2 separate regions of the Zea mays genome follow, and region 2 is linked to region 1. Evidence: chromatin contacts called from public Hi-C data. All regions are on one chromosome and are shown on one strand. The core of a region is the stretch at or near the end of the contact, and the rest is flanking DNA. Distances in the headings are between cores, read along the strand shown.

What was found. Hi-C and Micro-C count contacts between places; a contact is called where the count stands out from the background.
Region 2: a Hi-C map of bundle sheath shows a contact between it and region 1, with 2.0 times the contacts expected there. The contact joins the promoter of LOC100125647 here to the promoter of LOC100285990 in region 1. A contact is called at or near these places in 4 of 25 Hi-C or Micro-C datasets (bundle sheath, ear, endosperm and 1 more).

What each region holds. Positions count from the first base shown.
Region 1 is chr1:258,428,656-258,435,149 of Zm-B73-REFERENCE-NAM-5.0, forward strand. LOC100285990 reads left to right here and starts at 2,382. Exons shown (of 7, transcript NM_001158878.2): 1 at 2,382-2,640; 2 at 2,942-3,055; 3 at 4,904-5,017; 4 at 5,875-5,984; 5 at 6,074-6,151; 6 at 6,240-6,311; 7 at 6,400-6,494. The coding sequence starts at 2,944. The coding sequence ends at 6,441.
Region 2 is chr1:259,005,685-259,012,178 of Zm-B73-REFERENCE-NAM-5.0, forward strand. LOC100125647 (major facilitator superfamily protein) reads left to right here and starts at 3,580. Exons shown (of 6, transcript NM_001112578.2): 1 at 3,580-3,809; 2 at 4,372-4,643; 3 at 5,543-5,780; 4 at 6,194-6,494. The coding sequence starts at 4,387. It overlaps LOC100285436 (synaptic vesicle 2-related protein), which reads left to right. Exons shown (of 7, transcript NM_001158329.2): 7 at 1-318. The coding sequence ends at 104.

The DNA.
Region 1 (6,494 bases), core at 1,132-3,631:
TTGCCAAATATCCTGGTTCCGCAGTTGTTCTGTCCATCCAAAAGCAGTACATCGATTTTTAGGATTGTTGCATGCATCCTAACGAAGCGACTGTGAAAAGTAGTCCACTTGTTTATTGGTAGCTGGTTTGCTACTTTTGGTTACCCTACAAGGGATAAAATTGATTATTATGCTTATAAGTGTATGGGATTGTAGATAATGTTGATAAGAAAAGATGAGTGATACCACATACTTATTTTTTAGTGTTGGTCTTTTCCTTTTGCATGATCATCTAACTATGTCCGTCGTCTACTGCTCGCGGGAGCCGGCGAGGTGCCTGCTAGACTCGGCGGAAGTGGAGTTTAGTTACGATGCCGACATCAGCCTCGTGTCCGTCGACTTGCTCATGCCGGACCAGGAGTTGTACCGATGGAGGCTGGAGATTAAGGTGTAGGCCGTGACACGCGTGCGCAGGAGTCGGTGTCGGCGCTTTTCTTGGGACTGATTAATTCTAAGTTGGACGACCATTGACATTTGTGATGTGCACGAGATGTATTGTGGTGTCTCGCTGTATAATTGGTACTGGGAGTATGTTTTGCTATGTCCGTATTTATATACCATGTGTGCTCTGAATGTTGTATAATACTATATAATAAGACCATCTCCAGCAGCTTACCCATACTCATATTGAAACCACACTCTACAAACAATACAATCTACAGTGCAAAAGGTGTTTTTGTGATCATATGGGTGAACTATTGTACATTGCACCTATATGATCACTAAAAACACTGTTTTGCATCGTTTTATATTGTAGATTGCACTGTTTATAGAGTGTAGTTTGAATATGGGTATGGGTGTAGTTTGATCTGCTGGAGATGGTCTAAAGGATGATCTCCTTCAATAGGAATCTCTTATCTAAACAATAAATGTTTTTAATAGGAACCTCTTATTCATTTCGATCATGTATTATTAACTTAGGAGATGCCTATTTCGATTAATAATGACATTGAGCCAAATTTTGGTTATTCGAAATGGTAGACTTCAACATTTATTATGATTATTATGTTGATGCTTGATAGCATCACTAAATAATGACCTGCGCGTGCACAAGTGCCCTCTGTTGCAACGCACGGGCATATACCTAGTGAGATGTGAAAAAAGTTATCGGAGACTGTGAGTTGTTAAAATGCTAAAAACTATTATGTGAAAACCACTAAAAGTAATTTTATGTACGCTTTCACAGTTCCATCCAAAAGACGATAAAAGTAGGTCTAAAGATGCTTTTAGTTTTACAATAGGAGAAAGTCCTTTGGCTTAACTTTTACGAGGCAAAAGACAAAGCTAAAAGTCAAACTAAACAGATTAGTTTATACCGAACTATAATAGCTCTATCTTGATTTTCCATGCACTCCAGTCGGTGCGCTATCGCAACAACTCCCAAATCAAATGTTATTGTCTTAAATATTTTCAGATTTCACCATATTTATAAAATATAAATATGGTATCAAAATCTATGACATCAAATTAATATATTTAGATGTATTATTATAAAATATATATTCATACATATTTATTTTTTGATGTTATAGATATTGTACTTTTTTCTATAAATTTGATTAAATATAAAAAACTGAGTTAAGATCTAAAACTCACATCAAAGAGGAATGGTTTGAAAAAACTTTTAAGGTTCTTGCTAAAATCAGGTGACTAAAATTTAGTTTTTTCACAAAATTATTTTATATATTTTAGATTAAAATTTGTAGAATTAGTTTGTTGCAACTTTTATGTATGTAATCTATAATTTTTAGTCTTAAAAATAAATACATAGTTAGATAAAATCTAATTTGAGTTGATACAAATAAAATAACAATATCTCACTATTTTTATGATCCAAAAACAAAAGATTAATTGATATAATACAAAGACAAATAAAACATCATACATAATTATTTATTTGTACTAATGATGTAAGAATATTATATAAGATTATCTTAAAAGTTACTAGAAAATGTTAATTTAAAGAGGCACAATGATTTAGAGGTGTTTAGGATGACTTCAGATTCTAGCTCCAATGTAAAGTTATTGTTTATAATATGACTTTAAATAGTTTTAAAAATATTTTTAATCTAAATAATAAACAAAATAACTTATCTAGATGTCATCTAAAGACTTCGAACTCTAATTTGACGATTTTCTAAAGCAACTAATAATCTACTTTACCTATTCTACCAAAATTTCTAAAGGTTTTGCCAAACATGACTTTATTATTTGTTTTAAAACTCGTGATATATTGTTAAATATAACGACCCTTTTTCTCCTCTGCACGTGCGGAGAAGGCAGCGACGAAATGGCGTCCCCGCGGAGGCGCGGACCCATCCGAGCCGCGTGCGCGTGATAAACTGATAAAGCCGGTAACAATTTTTCCGTGCTGCCCCACCGCAGCGTCTCGACTGGTCCCCTCCTTCCTCTTCTCTTCCTCTTCCTCTCACATCCCGGACAAATCCAATCCGAAATCATCTCCCCCTCGCCTCGCCTAGAAGAGGAAGGAAGAACAGAGATAAGCGACAACGCGTCCCTCCTCGCCTTCCTCCCGCCTCGAGCTCTTCCCGGAGCAACCGGAGCCACAGACGTCAGGACAGCCTAGCGCGTTCCACGCCGGTGAGTTGCCTCGTCCTCCCCTCGTCTTCCTCCTCTTCTCACGCTTGGCGAGATCCCGATTGACCCGGATCCATGCGAGTATAGCTGGCATGCATTTGGCTCTTCGGTTAATGGTAGGGTGGGGGCGGGCACGCGTGGGTTGGTTGATCGACCGATCTCGCTGTCGCCACCAATCGAATTCAGTGTTGGGCCCTGGGTCGTTGCTCGACTCATCCGATGGTCGGGTTGCTTTGTTGATTACCACCAGGTTGCGATTGGATGCTCATACGTGCCTCGCTTCTTTTTCCTCTTTCGATTCCAGGTATGCAGAACCAGATCATGTGCCATGCTTGCCGGACCCTTCTGCTCTACCCGCGTGGCGCGTCCAGCGTCTGCTGCGCGGTTTGCCAGGCCATCACCACCGTGCCGCCACCAGGTACGTACTGGATGCTTGGTTTCCCTTTTGACTGCTTGCTCCTCTGGGACTGGGACGCGGTAATAATCGCCTCTGGTTCTCTCAACCTGTGCACAGCGAATTAGTTAGGGGTGCATGAGAAACAAACATTTGAGTTTCAGATCATATACGACAATAATAATAATAATGTTTTAATAGTAATAAACTACAGAGTTTCGTGCTATTTGACAGGTATTGTGATTCTATTTACCATACCAACACAAGAAAAATGAAATGGACAATAATTTACATGTCCCAAGTGACTATCCTTTCTGAATATGAGTTATTTTGTTTGGAAAAGTCGGTTGTTACTAAAGTCTAAGCTTGAGCATACCTAGTTTTGCTGTATGCATTCTCTTTGTTTAACATCTGGTTATCAGCTAGGATTCATGCTAGTTAATAATCTGATTAGGTTGCACGTGCACTTGGTTTTCCCTTGCTGTTTTTTTCTGGATGGAAACATAGAAGTTGGAACTTTGCTAAAATAATGGACGAACACTAGATTAAAGAGATTCCGCCGAGGCCCTGCCCTTCAGCGCACCACGGTGAACCGTCCGAACACCGACGGGATCAAGCGCTGCAACCCTGTGTCCCTTGTAGCTTCACTCCCTCGACAACGGCACGCTTGCGGCAGCGAGGAAGCTCTGGATTGGCGCCCCCCTATTCTCTCTCTGTCTCGGCGGGCGCTCGACACGATCAATGGGCGAGAGAGATTACGAGCCATCGGATTGCGGCCCTATATAGGCTTGGTGTGGCGCCCGCGGACACGGCTAGATCCTAACAACTCCCTATGAAATCCCAACAGATTCCCGAGGTTCACAGCGCGATTTGTTGCGTGGCGGCTATCTGGATCGAGTGCATCTCTAGGAGGAATAGGGGCTCCTGCCTGTGTGGTCCCATACGTCAGCGACGTCAGGGATATACAGGCACGCTGTATTACCCTGCCCGCGCGGGCCCGCCCGACAGTGACACAAGAGCGGCTGCAATTGAGAGCACAGGTGGGCCGGCGAGGTGTAAAGCCCAACTGGACGAAAGCAGGTCTGTGGCCGTGAACCAGAGAAACCCACGAGTGGGCCGAGACGTGGAGGAAACGGGTCCGACACCAGGGCCCCACGTGACAGCGTCTTCACAAATGGAGCAGCGCGCGGAAGACGGCTGACACACGGGTCCCCCCTGTCGGCACTTGAAGCCAGCCGGGCGGAGTGTAATTGGGCCAGTGGCCGCGGTTTTGGCTTAGATCTGATATATTTTTGTTTTTTCTATTTTGTATTTCTTTCTTTTCCATTTCCCATGTTCATATTTCGAATTTTGGTTTGAAATTTGCACACACAATTTGAAATGCTCAAGCAATTAAAACTCCAACATGAGATGCAAAATTATATTTGTTTATTTGTTATTTATTTGAGTGAATGACTCTACATGTATTATAAATGAAAGGAATATTCACTCGGTTAAATAGGAAATACTTGTATTGCTTATTTTCCTAAGTTCAAAATTATATTCTAAAATTTTAAAATCTCAAATTTAGATTTGAGGCATCAAAATTCAATATTACTTTTATTTGTATAGCTAGTTAGAAGGATATGCTGTGATAAAGATTCACGTAGTAATAGATGCTAAATTTTATTTCTCGAATGATGAAGAAACTTCCAACTATCTTAAATACATATTTTAGGGTTTACACTCGTGCGCCTCCCTGGCGGTGCCCAGGGTGAGGCTGGGCTTGGGCCTCTGTTGCCCCTCTAGGGTCGTCGTGGTGGCCCATATTTTGGTCTGCGACACCTTCACACACTAGTTTGATGTTCTTTTTTTTTAACTTGATTATTGCAGGATTGGAGATGGCTCAGCTTATATGTGGTGGCTGTCGAACTTTGCTGATGTATACTCGCAGTGCAGACACCGTAAGGTGTTCATGTTGCAACACAGTGAACCTTGTTAGACCAGGTACTATTGACCCCCGCCCCCTCCTCCTCTGTCTCTGAGGTTTTTACATGACTACTCTAAGACATTCACCCTCTCTTGAGGTAGAAGGGTCAACAAGGACCATTGTCAGTCACAATGAACATGTGGCACACATCTTTCTTTCTGGTAACTTGTTTTAGCATGACCTATAAACCGGGCATAATTTGATGCTTTATTTAGGGTGTGTTTGGTTGAGGAGCGGAGGGAAATGGAACGACTCTATTCTTATTTTTTTTATATTTGGTTACCATGGAGGAGAGCGGAGCGGCTCCTGAAGTCTATAAACAACAAATATTTGGGATGCTCTCGCTCCACCAAAATGACCGGATACGAGCGCTCTCATCCCTCTCCTCAACTCAACAGTCATATGGCTCTCCAACCAAAAAATAAACGGAGCGGCTCCGCTCTATTCTACTCTTCAACCAAACAAAAAATGGAGCGGTTCCGTTCTGCTTGCCAAACACAGAATGAAATGGCCCAATTCTTAGAAATTGGAATGGAACCGCTCCATCCCAGTTGGCTCCCCAACCAAACGCTCCATTAGTTGGGCAAGAGGACATTGAACAATGGCAGTGTGCTTTTTAAACCTGTAATTGTGGGCATCTGTGTGTATCTTGTTCTGTTTTTTGGCGGCTTGCCCATTTTAACTGGCTGGGGACGTTTTGTAGCCTGCTGAGGCCTTTCTGCCATTGAGGCAAAACTGTGTTTTCTTTCTTTCCTTTAATGCAAGGCAGAGGTTCTTCTTTTCTTATCAATTTTTTTTAGTTGAGCATGGAGCTTAGATTCTAAGTCCATTTGTGTGGTTAACCCTTATGATGAGCAATTTCTCTTTTGTGCAGTGAATAATATAGCTCATGTGAACTGCGGCCAGTGCCGGACAACTTTGATGTATCCATACGGCGCACCTTCAGTAAAATGTGCCGTGTGCAATTATGTCACAGCTACTGGAGTATGCCAAGCCTCATTCTTTGCCTACTTACCATGCAAATGCAATCGGTGTATTATGCAGAGTTTACTGACCTTTGTTCTGAATCTCAGGTAAATACTGTGGCACCCACCCCATCTGCGAGGCCAACATCAGATGGGTCTTCATATAGTGGCTCATCTACTTCTGCTGTAAGCCCTTATTAACGAAATTTAATAGTTTAACTGGTCATTCCCGAAATGTAGAGTGATTTATCACCTTTTTGTTTTCATCCTGCAGCCTAAATCTCAATCTCAGAATGTAACTGTTGTTGTTGAGAACCCTATGACAGTTGATGACAAGGGAAAACTTGTAAGTCTTCTTTACCTACTGACTTGCATATTTTGCATTGCTGATTGAACCGTCGTTTGATTAAATTCGTTCTGTTTGTTTCACACAGGTCAGCAGCGTTGTAGTTGGAGTCACAGCTGGGAAAGAGTGATTTTATTGACACTTCGTACATCATTGTTGTGTTTTCTATACACGAAGTTGGAA
Region 2 (6,494 bases), core at 2,330-4,829, 580 kb after region 1:
GCCATCAGATGGAAGCGGTGCTGGTGTTTGAGCTGGTGCTGTTCCTCGCTGGGGTCTCCTGCATCCTCTTCCCTGTGGAGACCAAGGGCCGAGAAATGGACTGAGCACGCACGGTGGTGGTAGCTCAGCACATTTGGGCATCCAGATGGGCTTGTGGTTCATCTTGATTCTGTATAAACACAACTCTACTACATCCGCGACAAGCTTAGCGGATATGCAAAGGGGTGTAAACAGGAGCTATAGTAATTACGAGAAAGAACTGGCAATGAGCAATATTTGTAACAGGATTATTGTTATAGAACTTCCTCATCATCAGTCAGGAGGTAAATAAATATGTGAAGTTAAATAGTAACCATGTGGTGGACAGTGATTATAAACGAGGATATTCTCGTGGTGCTGGATATGCCCAACGTCAATTCGTTGCGGGCAACACACAACCTAACGCGTGCCTCCAAACAGCTATCAATTAATTATCATTACTTGTACATGGTAATAAGGTTGTACGCGTGTCCCCCCAATCTCTATCAGCATCATACAATACAAGGTTGTCGTCTTCCTGAATTCGCTTTCAGTTGCGTGAGCCGCTTTGCTCGCCCCCACATCGCCACTAATGGCAGGTCGATCTGTAGCAGCGAACGAATGCAGTTGATTGGGAAGAAAGCTATGTATGAGAGGGATGGATTATGTCATAACCTAGTAATCTGCACAATGGTATATGATTGGGTTCTGTTTTAATTTGAATGTATGACATGATAGGAGTACGCTGAAAGCAACCAGCTGCTAATATAATAAGTACTGTAGAAGAGAACGAAAAGGAGATAGCAGAAGTATTGGACATGTCCTGGATCCGGCAAAATTGCCAGCAGTAAATAAAAGTATATATTGTTGACCTTTATGTTGAAAATACCAAATTGTTTACCTGCTCTGGCAGATTGGACCAGATAGATATAGGTCTCTTTGATACGAAAGCTAATCATTAGTTACCTAAAATATAATTAGTCTAAATTAGCTTAGTATATCTAAAGAGAAGGACTAGGTGACCTAATTTTAGATAGATCTGACTAGTTAACCGTGAATAATTTGGGCTATTTTTTGAGCCCCAACTGCTAGTTAGCATATGTACTAATGTACGTACCAATCAGCCAATCAGGTGAAGCTGGTATACAGAACGTGTCACGCGTGGTCTCTTGCGTAGCCAAGTCAGGTGAGTCTAACAGCAAGAACAACAATAAGAAGACACCGCAAAATTTCCACATGTCACAGTCACGTCGGAATAATCTAAACTGCACTTGACGTCCTCGTGGCAGTAGGATTATTTTTTCCCATGCAATCGCCACGTCGGAATAGTCTCTTCTGTACGATAGATTGATGAACACAAACGTGCACAACTTGGTGCCATGACCCTCTAGCTTTGTCTTCCGCTACAGAAAAAGAACCTCGGGGGAAAACCCATCAAACTTAACCACTTAAGTCGATGAGCTTGTGCTAAGTTCATCGATTTACCAACGAATATAGTCGACCGCATGTTTTCAACGAACTTAATATATTAAGTTCATAGGGGGCGACAAACTTAATATATTGTATAAGTTCGTGGGGCCAACAAACTTAATAGGTTATGTTCGTGGGACCGACGGTCTTAAGGGCACCCACGAACTTAAGTCAAATTAAGGTAGTCGGCACCCACGTTCTTAGTTGGAACCCACATGCTTAGTTTCACCCACGAACTTAAATTGGTTCTATTAAATGTTCTAGCTTAATGATCCCTAGTTCACCTTTATGCAGTAGTTGAGTGGATTCTGCTCTTTATGCTACTCTACTCCTTTTATGGGCTAAGGAAGGTGAGAGGGCTACATATCAACTGAGATGTGGGTCCTACTCAGTAGAGACCTAACAACTTCCATCTTGTCATGGTCGTTTAGCCAGTGATGATGGCTTATCTTTGGTTATGCCATAATGTTGGGGATGTCTTATAGCAGTGGCAAATATGGCCTATCATAGTCTCGAGTACTGAGTCCATGATGTCGAAGATGGAAATAAAGATGATGGCATGTAAGGGATAGTAGTCTAAGTATGGTGCTCCTATGCCCTTGCAATTAATAGTGTCATACCTTTAAGGGCCTTTTTGCCTTTAGAGAGGGACCCGATATATTTTTAGGTGTGTTGGGGCTTCTATACTTAGCCGAATCATGAAATCCTTTATTCTCTCGAAAGACATCAAGCCCTAGGAAGGCCTTAGAACCCGGGCACTAGGATTATCTGGAGGCCCATCAAGGCCTCATGCGGCCGAGAGAACTAAGCATGAAAGTGCCCTGAAGGCTAGAGTGTCCTTAAGGTTAGATGGTGGTGGCTTGAGCGTGGTGTGCCCTGACCTTAGCCAATAGCCAGAGGTGAGGCAAGTCCTTAGGCTATAAGGCTGTGGGGTCAGCAATTGTCGCCGCACAATAATTTCTTTTGTTGCAGTTCTCCGAAGGCATCTTGGAGGATAGCCATCCCCAAACACTGATAGTATTAGTACCGAGTTAAAGAGTTATCTTGGTGGGCAAGTTCAGATCTCCTTTGGATCAAAGGATAAATTTCTAAATCCTGCGTTTTTCATGTGTTTTTGAAATAATTCCCGTGAAATTCATGTATCATTCCTACGTTTCAAAGGAACCCTCAAGCACAAAGGTCCAACTCAGATGTTAGAGAACTTCCAAGAATCTTTCTAAAATTTGCTCTATAAATTATAATTTAGAGTCATTCGAGTAAAAATCGTTTTCTATATCTTTATACCATCCAACAACCTTAGGGAGTCATTATCCTTCTCTATTCTTGGCTAGCGAGAACTTGAAATTCAAAATAAATGTTGTCTGTATTTGAAGATTCCAATTAAGGCCATATTTGGTTTCACGGATTAGAGGCCTGGAACGATTCCTAGCTAAATTATTTCTCTAATTTATATAAGTTTTGATGAGCCGAAACGAATCGTAGTCCATTCCTAGATAAACGGACCGACTCTAAAGAGAGACTGAGAGTATTTTTTTTACTAAAATCACAATTTCTGTAAATTGTGAATAATATAAACAGTCATCTGAAGTTATTCCAAATATGTAAAATATAGAAGAGTATAAAAAAAGGAACCTATTGTTTTAGCTTTTCTACATACCTAGCTTACCAAAACAATTTTTTTACTGGAAAAATAACTTATCATTTTTGTTGTTTTCCATTTGTAGTGCGCGAGTAGCCAAGTATACCAACATGCTCACATAATACAACACGTGCATGAGTTTTATTTCCAAAAAAAAATTGCACGCGTGCTTTTATTAATTTTGTGAGGATGTCGGTCAGGGAGGATCTATGTAATACGATGTATATCAAGTGTTAAGTGTAGACAAAAGGAATATTTTTATATAAGAATATTATAAAAATAGTTATAAAAGCCGCGTGCAGTCGTGCAGATGGGAAATTGTCGCGTGCAGACGTGACGCGAGGAGCGCGGCGTGGACCCCAGCCGCCACCTGGCGAACGACGGCCACGCAACTCTTGCGACCACACGGGCATTTGGTCTCCTCCATTCGTTGAGTGCGCGCGCGGCGCGGCGCGGCGGCTTGCCATTACCCGTCCTCTCTCTTACCCCGTCGTCCTCTTCACCTGCAATTGAGCATTTGCTTGCTCCCCCTCCCCGACAAAAACCCCCTGTCCCGTCGAGCCTCGCATCCCTAGTTCCCTACAAGCAAGGAAGGAAACCCGGGCAACACGACACCGGCGGTGCCAGTGCCACGGAAAATTAGCCGGCTCCCTCCCCGACGTCCGGCGGCGGCCGAGCAACGGTTCGCTCCTTCACCCGCTCTTCTACTCCGCCCCCCGCCGTCCAGTGATCGTCGACCGTCCCGTCCGTTTCTAAGTCTCAGCTCTTCCATTGTGGCTGTTGGTTAAAAGTTCGTGGGCGCCCAGGATACCGCCTGTCTTGTCCTCAGGGGGATTGTTTTTACTGCTCTCATTAATATGGACCTCATGTTTATTCTATCTACCCCGCTTTTACATTTTGTGGGTCTTCGTTGCGTCAAGGAGCAGAAATTTTCTGGGAGGGAAAAAAAACTTCGTCGATCAACCGATCTCTGTGTTTTTATTAGTTGGCCATGGAAATCCTTACTTGAAACTTAAACTTATATCCCTTTCCGTGGCCCGTAAACTGTTAGTATTGTCTGTCGGTGAGCTCAAATGCTTCATTCTGAAAGAGAGATTTGATGTATACTGATCAGCAATCTCTAAATTCAATTTGGTGACACCGTATGAGTCATTTGGGCTCCAAAAACCTATCAGATGTTGTCTACTCCACAAGTTCACGACAGGATGCTTCGTTCTGACAGAATGACTTCTCTGGATCTGCAGGTGCTGGCTCCCAACATGGAGACATATACCACAGACGACGCGCTTACCATTATGGGGTTTGGAAAATTCCAAGCGCTTGTTCTTTTCTACGCTGGAATGGGCTGGGTTGCAGAAGCTATGGAGCTCATGCTCTTGTCGTTTCTCGGGCCATTCATACGAGAGGAGTGGAACGTCTCCCCAGAGAACGAGAGCCTCCTTTCGAGTGTTGTCTTTGCTGGCATGCTGCTAGGTGCCTGTGCTTGGGGCTTTGTTTCCGACAAATATGGACGGAGGTAAAAGATTTCCTGGTACAAACGCTCTCATGGTTTGGCTGCCAACTGCAAACCTTCCTGACCTTGAGTTTATCATAACCTCAAATTAAACACATCAATTCTTAAGGCTCAATCTACATGTTTCTGAATTCTGATATCCTGCTATCCAACTATGACATATGTGCTGATAGGATATTCTTCTTTGTAGGATTTTGAAGCATAAAGAAATGTGTGCTTGATATGATGTGATTATAACCGCAACTGCTTACCAAATTACAACATCAATGCTGAATAATGTAATTCAGTAACAAGTTACCAGCACATTTAAACCTAATGGCAAATTTGACAAAAAAAATGAAGGAATATGCAATGTTTTCTCTAGCATAAATTCTACTTTCATGCAAGTACGTTTGGACCTTTTTACTACAAAAGCATCTATTTATCATCTCAAATTTGAGAACCAATGCAATTTTCATCTTTACAGCGGTATTGGTAGTGGTTTGCTCATGGCATCCGGCTGGACTAGATTTGCTTCGTCAGCAAACTAACTAGCCATGTCAGCAATCTACCTCATACAATGATTCACAAGGATTACAGGGTAAAAGCATAGATAATTTTCCTTCATTTCCTGTTTGTGTTCTCTCTGCTTTTTCTATATCTGAACGCCAAGGACGGATTCAGAACAACATTACAATATCACTTTGAGAACTATCTTGAAGATTTAGTTGTATAATGCTTTGGCTTGGAAATTGGGTACTACAAAACTAATTTTTGCAGAGGATCTAATCAGAACTTTCATGAAACTAGAAAGGGATAAGTTGGATATTTTCTTTTCTTCCAATGCCATTCCTTACTCTATTTCAACCTCCTCCTCTGTTTCAAGCATAAGTGAGATAAAACTTACATTTCCCCTATTTCAGGACTGGTTTAATATTTTCAACTCTATTTACTAGTGGAATGGGTTTTCTAAGCGCTTTATCTCCTAACTACTTATGCTTGGTGGCTCTTCGGTTTCTGGTTGGAGTAGGAGTGGGTGGCAGCCATGTGTTTATATCTTGGTTTTTGGAGTTTGTTCCTGCACAAAATCGTGGCACTTGGATGGTTATTTTCTCCCTTTTCTGGACTCTCGGCACGATCTTGGAAGCTTCACTTGCATGGGTAATGATAAGTTTTGTTCCTTTTAGATGCAATTCTTAGCATTCTAAATTGTTCCCAGTCACATGGTCATGATGTTTAACAAAATAGAATCCGAATGAAGAGTAAATTATAGTTATAATGCGTATATAGAACCAGAAAGAACCTTGAGTGCAGTTTCTGAAACCATGTGGAATGTGATTCAAGCATGTTTCTGAAACCATGTGCCTGTGCCAGAATACAATGCTTCGTGTCAAGCACATATGTCATAATGTGAGCACTCTGAATTCTTGAACTTTCTGCAGTAAGTTAAACTAGCCACAATGCAGTAAATCTTGAATTAGGAATCAGTTTAATGATGATTCTTGCTTATATTCTATTGGCTACTTTCTTTTCTGTTAGTTTTTTAGTATTTATACTTATATTTGTTGTTGTAGGTCGTATTGCCAGCATTGAATTGGAGGTGGCTGCTAGTCTTCACCGCCCTTCCATGCTTCCTCTTGCTTCCTTTCTTTGGACTAACACCTGAGTCTCCGCGCTACCTTTGTGCACAAAATAGAATGTCTGATGCCACATCTGTTCTAGAGAGAATGGCCAACGCAAACCAATCAGCTCTTCCCCCGGGAGTTCTCACGTACAATAGACAAACAAAATGTGACCACGACGTTCTCGCTCCCGAGAGTGAATGTCTTCTTCCTGTCAGAGAGAAGGAATGCACAGTTGACAATGCCAAGAGCT